Linked DNA regions of Arachis hypogaea: region 1 is linked to region 2. The links are chromatin contacts, called in public Hi-C maps. All regions are on one chromosome and are shown on one strand. The core of a region is the stretch at or near the end of the contact, and the rest is flanking DNA. Distances in the headings are between cores, read along the strand shown. Region 1 has its middle 10 kb from the start of LOC112802093. Region 2 holds the start of LOC112803804.

The links. A called contact is a pair of places that touch in the nucleus more often than the background predicts.
Region 1: a Hi-C map of leaf shows a contact between it and region 2, with 2.3 times the contacts expected there. The contact joins the enhancer-like site here to the promoter of LOC112803804 in region 2. A contact is called at or near these places in 3 of 8 Hi-C or Micro-C datasets (leaf and an unstated tissue).

What each region holds. Positions count from the first base shown.
Region 1 is chr5:96,114,883-96,118,068 of arahy.Tifrunner.gnm2.J5K5, forward strand. No RefSeq gene overlaps it. Among protein-coding and RNA genes, the nearest start is that of LOC112802093, 10 kb to the right of the region's middle. Within about 2 kb of position 1,464, at least 3 of the 3 cell types and tissues checked have open chromatin away from gene starts, as enhancers often do.
Region 2 is chr5:96,075,016-96,078,443 of arahy.Tifrunner.gnm2.J5K5, forward strand. LOC112803804 reads right to left here and starts at 2,150. Exons shown (of 1, transcript XM_025847265.1): 1 at 1,527-2,150. The coding sequence starts at 2,150. The coding sequence ends at 1,527.

The DNA.
Region 1 (3,186 bases), core at 214-2,713, 39 kb after region 2:
TTTAATCTATATTTTTATTTATCTTCTTTCAAATATTTATTACATATATAATTTTGAGAGAATACTAATATTATAATTAAAAGTTAGAATCAAGATTCAATTATTTTTTAAAAAAAATTAATTTTGAGTTAATTTTATAACTATCAGTATAATATTTTTATACTAATATCTAATTATATTTTTATATACATAGAGAGAAAACATATTATTTTTAAATAGAAAATATAAAAATTAATTATTTCTATTTGTGCAACAGACTTAACGGCTAACACCTAATTAAATGTAAAAGTATACACGTTAAATTGTTTTAAATTTTAGATAACGAATGTTAAAATTAATTATTAAGAAAAAATTAGACTTTTTCATATAAAAATAATAAATAAAAATTTTATTATTTAATTTTTTTCGAAGATACTTTGGTCTTTTTAGTCAGAGACTTTTGTCAACTTACGACTTTTTTTTGTAAAAGTAGTTTGATTTTATAAATCTTTTGTGACATGTATAATCTATACTGTCAAAACAAAATAAACTGTAATTTTAAAAAAATTGTATTTTTGTAATGTTATTACAGGCAAAAATACCAGTTAGTTGTTATATATTGTACACTTTTAAAAAGGATGAGCTTATTTATTTAAATGATTTAGATTAGCAAAAGTCAATTTGAAAGTCATAAGAAAATATTTTATATATATATATATATATATATATATATTCTAATTGATTTTTAGGTATGGTATTTTTAGGCTATTAGGTTAATGATTAATTTGTTATAGATTTGAGATCTATTTAAAAGTTTATTATTAATTAATATATTGTTGCATATATACACAAAATAAGATTATTTTAAATTTTTAACATTTATTTAAACAGAAGAGAAGGAGAATCACTTTATCTAGCTCAAGTAAATTAAGGCATTGAGACATTTATGGTTTGCTACCCTAAATCTCTTTTTTGGTCAAATCCTAAACTAATTTTTTTTTTTATCATACAATTTACAGACACTCCAGGTCCAGGACTCTCTTTTAATAAAGGTTCTCCACTGACGGGGTTTACGAGGCTTACAAATTTTCCACTAGCCTCGCCATCCTCCCAAGAGACTCTCAGTGTCGTGGGTTAAGCCATCTTAATGCTCTAACTATATTTTTAATTGTCTCCTCCTTTTGTTTAGTCTTGGGTCAAGCCCATCAACCCTACCCAAACCTGCACACCCCACCAGCTCGAACTGAACCTGAACCCGATTCTCTATCCTTCTTTATTACCTTCCTCAATTATTGGAAGTATTGCTTTTTATTTTTATTTTTCAGGTATCTCTTAATTTGATAAATCAAAAACTAATCAATCGTGAATCTGAATTCTATTTAAGAATTTGTTATTGGCTTAAATAAAATTTATTTATTTATTATTAAACGAAAGGGGCACAACCAAAGCCCAATAAAAATGGTTACTTTTCTTAAGTATGGTCCAACTCAGACCAAAAATATATTAAAAAAAGATGCAACTGAATCGTCCAATCGTTTTCCATTAAATTTGCTGATATTTTTTACCAAAAAAAAAAGTACTCTATGAGGAAGTAAAATTTTTTAGCCAAATGTATTATTACCAAGTGAACCCAATTGTTTCATTCCAACCAAAGGAAGCCCAAAAATTAAATAAAAAACTATATCATGAGATTATATTTAATTGCTTTAGCCAAAAAAAAAAGAAAATTTTTTACCAGGAGTATCTAAAGAGTGTTAGAGAGATCTGTTGTACTTATGTCACTTTATCAAAATACACGTCAGACTTACGTGTGGGACGCATAAGTTCCTCACATATAGACAAAAAAATTGAGTTTCTCACCGTAACAATAATCAAAAAATGATATTTAATTATTTTTAGTTTTATATACTACACTCCTCAATTATGACACTATTCTAAATCTTAATAACAACTCATAAAAAGAGTTATATCTGCTCTTCAAATTGTAATTTTTGTAGTGGAAAAAAGTCAAGCAAAATAAAATGATATCAAGTGTCAAACCTCATTTAGATAGAGTCCTAGATTAGTATCCGCTATCTCTCAAATACACCATTATTATTATTATTATTATTATTATTATTATTATTATTATTATTATTATTATTATTATTATTATTATTATTATTATTATTAAATAAAAATGTTATTTCAACAACTAAAAAAGTAAAATTGTTTCATGTCGATACAATGTCATTATTGGATTGATAGGATGGTAATCGAGTGGAAAACAATCACATTTAATATAATGATAAAATAACTATCTAAATACAACCACTAAGATTCCTTTTAAATTGTTTTAATTGTTTAAATAACATACTCTTTTAAATATCGTAGAATTATTTCATATCCATATATAAGAGGTGATAGATTGATGGTTACTAATTTTGTAGCCTCTTATTTCTTGAATTTTCTCTTTGTGCACTTGTTTGCTTGTGCCCCCACTAAAGCACTAGCACTGTTCTTTCAATATCATCGTACTAGAAGTTAAATATTCATTCTTTGTCCTTTCATTATCGTGGAGGAAATTAAATATTCATTCATTATTTCTGGTAGTTCCCACAACAGCATTATACTAATGCATAGAGAAATGATTTTCAAACATTTAGACTTATTCGATTTGTGGAAGACGTATTGTGATTTTCTTTATTTCAGTGTTTATAATTTTATAATTTTTGGAAAGAAAAATAAAAATGATTTTATTTTTATTTTCAATTTCTTTAAAAAAAATTACAAACGATAAAATACTGAAAGCAAGAATAAAATATATATAAAAACACTTGATCGAAAAATATTTTCAATATAAATGAGGTGAATCGAAAGAAGTAAAGTTTAGTCTCTCAAGAAGATATGCATGTGAGTATAAGGTTGGAGGTATTCAGCGCTGATTGAATTTCGATTATGTGGTTGATCGAGTAAGCCAAATCGAATGGAAGTTTCAATTCGAAGAATTGAGTAAGGCCTTCGAGAAAGCTTATCGAATAGTTGTGGAAACGAGAAAGTTCGTGGCTCATTTAATTGTAATTAATTGTAATCAAATTAACCGTTATGTAAGATAGTCTATAAATAATGTAAAGTGTTAGGGAATAAAGGTTGGAACTTTCATTCAGAAAAAACACTCTAAACATTCTCACATCCCAGCGAATCTCTGAAATTGCGATCGAGTTACAC
Region 2 (3,428 bases), core at 900-3,399:
CCAACTTAAAAGTGGTATTTGTAAAATTATTAAGGTTGATAAACATGTATTAGTTATATACTAATGAATTGGGATTAGAGATTGATTTAACAATTGATTTGCACTGCTGGTAGCTAATACTCACGTATAGATGAAATTTTTGAAAAGATGGGATTAGGGACCGTATAGCAACAAAGAATTCTCCAGTTACTATATATATTAAATAGTAGTGACCAAAAAAGCAATTGGAATTGTGGTTGCTAATTAGCGATTGATACATTGATAACAAATTAGCTATTGATTCATTATTAATACACTCTTCATTTTACTTTCTTTCTTTGATGTAGAACTAACTTTATGTACTCTTCGTACTTATAACATTATTAACACACTTAACCAATAAAAAAATGTAAGCAATCTTATACTATTAGATATAATCTCATACCATTAAAAACACTAATAATAACTAATTAATGACTACAAATTATTTTCGTATTATATTAGTTTTTGAATTGGTCATTTTTATTTATAAATTAATCTCTATATAGTAATGACTTAGTTGTTAATTCGAATTAGCAACCAAATGGCACCCATCCTTTTCGGTCCTCAAATGGTTTGCGATTTCGTAGATATTTTGTAGCGTAATTATTTTAAATATAATTTATAAAATATTATTTATATATTAAAATTAATTTATGTATAAATATATGTATATGTGTGTAATTTAATTTATTTTTAATTTATATTTTATATTTTAAATTGATAACTAATTTTTATAACTAATTTTAATGTATAGTTTAGTATAATTGTATAATTTATTATATGTATATAAAAATTCTTATTTACATGTGGAATATTTTTGTCTTATACTTTATTTCCCTCATTTCACATATTCTGATTAATTAAGTATTATACATACACAAAGTGTTTACATTATAGAATGCATGTAATTTGAACTCTTATTATCAACACATGGAAATATTAAAGATGTATAAAATAAACCACCACCATATTTTACAAAAGGGCAGTGAAATAAAAATAAAAAGGAAACACCAAAATCATATATTGAGTTTGAGCTGAAATCAAACACTATATACAACATAAGCACACATATATACAAGGCATCACCTCTTCCCCCCTTGGAAAAAAAACACCCTACTAGCTACATCAAAATTACTTAATAATTAAGTCACGTGATGCTGTGGTTGCACTGATATCCCCCAGTCACGTGATACTTTCCTTTGACAAAGCAGTGAAAACACGTACAGGAGGCGGGTGTATATGTAAATAAGTAAATTATAGGAAGATTTTTTTTTTTCCATACGTGAAAATAGGAATATTATTTGTACGCTAATATTATTATCGGACACAAGAACATATATTATACAGAATAGAAACACACAATATTTGACATTACTCAATAAATAAAGTCAATATATTGTGTTTCTTAGTGTCCAAATAACGTACAAATAATATATATATATATATATATATATATATATATATATATATATATATATATATATATATATATATATATATATATATTATCGGTCCCAAGAGTAATAATAAGGAGAATTTGTGTGTTGTGAGTGAAGATTCTTATAAAACCTTTTAATAAACTCTTCAGCTTTAATATCAATTTTGCCACCATCGTCATCATCAAAATCTTCTTCGTCTTTGAGAGGAAAAGGGGAATCAGTGATCCTCAACTGCTTAGGGCTTTTTCCAAACCCTGGCAATGGCATCAATGGCGAATCCATCATCATCTCACAGTTGCTATTGTTGTTGTTATCTTTTAGCATCTCAAGAACCTTACATAGGGTTGAAACGTCTTCGTGGTGGTGGCAGCGATGGTGGCGACGGCTGTGGTAATTAAAGGCAGGGCTACTGGTGCAGCTGAATTGGTATTCGCGAGGGTAGAAGGAGAGGTTTTTGTTGTTGCGGAAGGAGGAACGGTGGCGCGTGAAGGCGGCGGCGTAGTGGTGGTGGAGAGTAAGAGTGGTGGAGATTGCGTTGCTGGCTGCTATCTTTCCGCGCTTGAGCAAGAGATTGAACTCGGAAATGAGTTTGCTCTTTGATATACCTTTTCTTAACATGACCATAACTATTCTTAGAATGTTCAAGAGCTTCTTTGCCACCATTGGTGCTGCCCTTGCTTCAATTTCCATGATGGATGTGTTGTTTTCTTGGTTTGTTTAAAGAGAGAAAGAGAAAAAGTATATGTATGTATATGTGTGATCCAGTGAGGGTGTGATGAGTGAATTGGAATTGGTGTGTTTTGGTTTGTGAAATGAGGGAATGGGGGATGATATGGTATTTAAAGGGATCCAAGAGATCTTATTGTAATTAAATTCCTTAAATTAATTAATTAAGGGCAAGACTAATAAAGTCCCACCTCGTATAATAGCGCGTGAGGAAACGTTTTATGTAGGGTTACATATTTTTTTGACAAGATTTTTCATATTAAATAATAGATAATACTACAAAAAAAAAAAAAAACACAAATAATTCAAACTTGTCCTAGTTTATTAATATTTGTTTATTATAGAGTGCATTAAATAAAATCAAAACTAATAAAGTTTAGTAGTTTTTGGCTAAATACTTTTTGGGAGACTTTTTGTTAAATAATTATTATAAGTTTTACAATTACACCTTTGTAAATGATAATTGAAAAAAGGTTTGCTTTAGTAGAAGTTTATCCTATAGCTAGTAAGACAAATCAACTTTGGAATATATACAAAAAGTATTAGTACATATTGAGAAATTGTTATTTTTTATTCTTTTAGCAAAAAATAATTGGAATGTAAAAAGATATATATAGTGTGAAAAATAGAATTACTATTATTTGTTATTTTTTTTCAATGCATATGAGTAAGGTATTGAATGCAAGAATATGTGCTCAATTATCTTTTTTCCATTTTCACAAAAATATACAATATCCAATTTCCAGACCAAATATTTTTAAACCCAACTTCTCCACACTTAAATCATGAACACTCTCACTCATCTAAGCTAACCAAGAATTTAAATTAGGGACATTTATTGTTTTTCTTTTAGAGCTAGTGATGAGCTAAAGTAAAGAATAAATAGGGTTAAAAAGGCACAATATTGGTTTGCAAAGGATAATGAAAGGGTAAGGGCATATGTGTATGTGAGCTATAGCGAAACAAGAGCCTCAATCACATAAATGTATGCATATATCAAACAATGAAAATATAGAATCAAGCAAGACAAAGATCACACTTTTAGAGAGAACAATACACACCAAAATAAAATATTGGTTGATAAGATGCAACCAATCAATTAAGTTCAAAATCTCTGATTTTTGTGTGTTTGAGCTCTAACCCATGTTCCAAAATAAATTTCTTCAGGCAAGTTCAACAAAAATTCTAATTTGAATTAGTGAAGTACTCTAAAATAGTTTCTTGGAAAAGAAATCATTACTT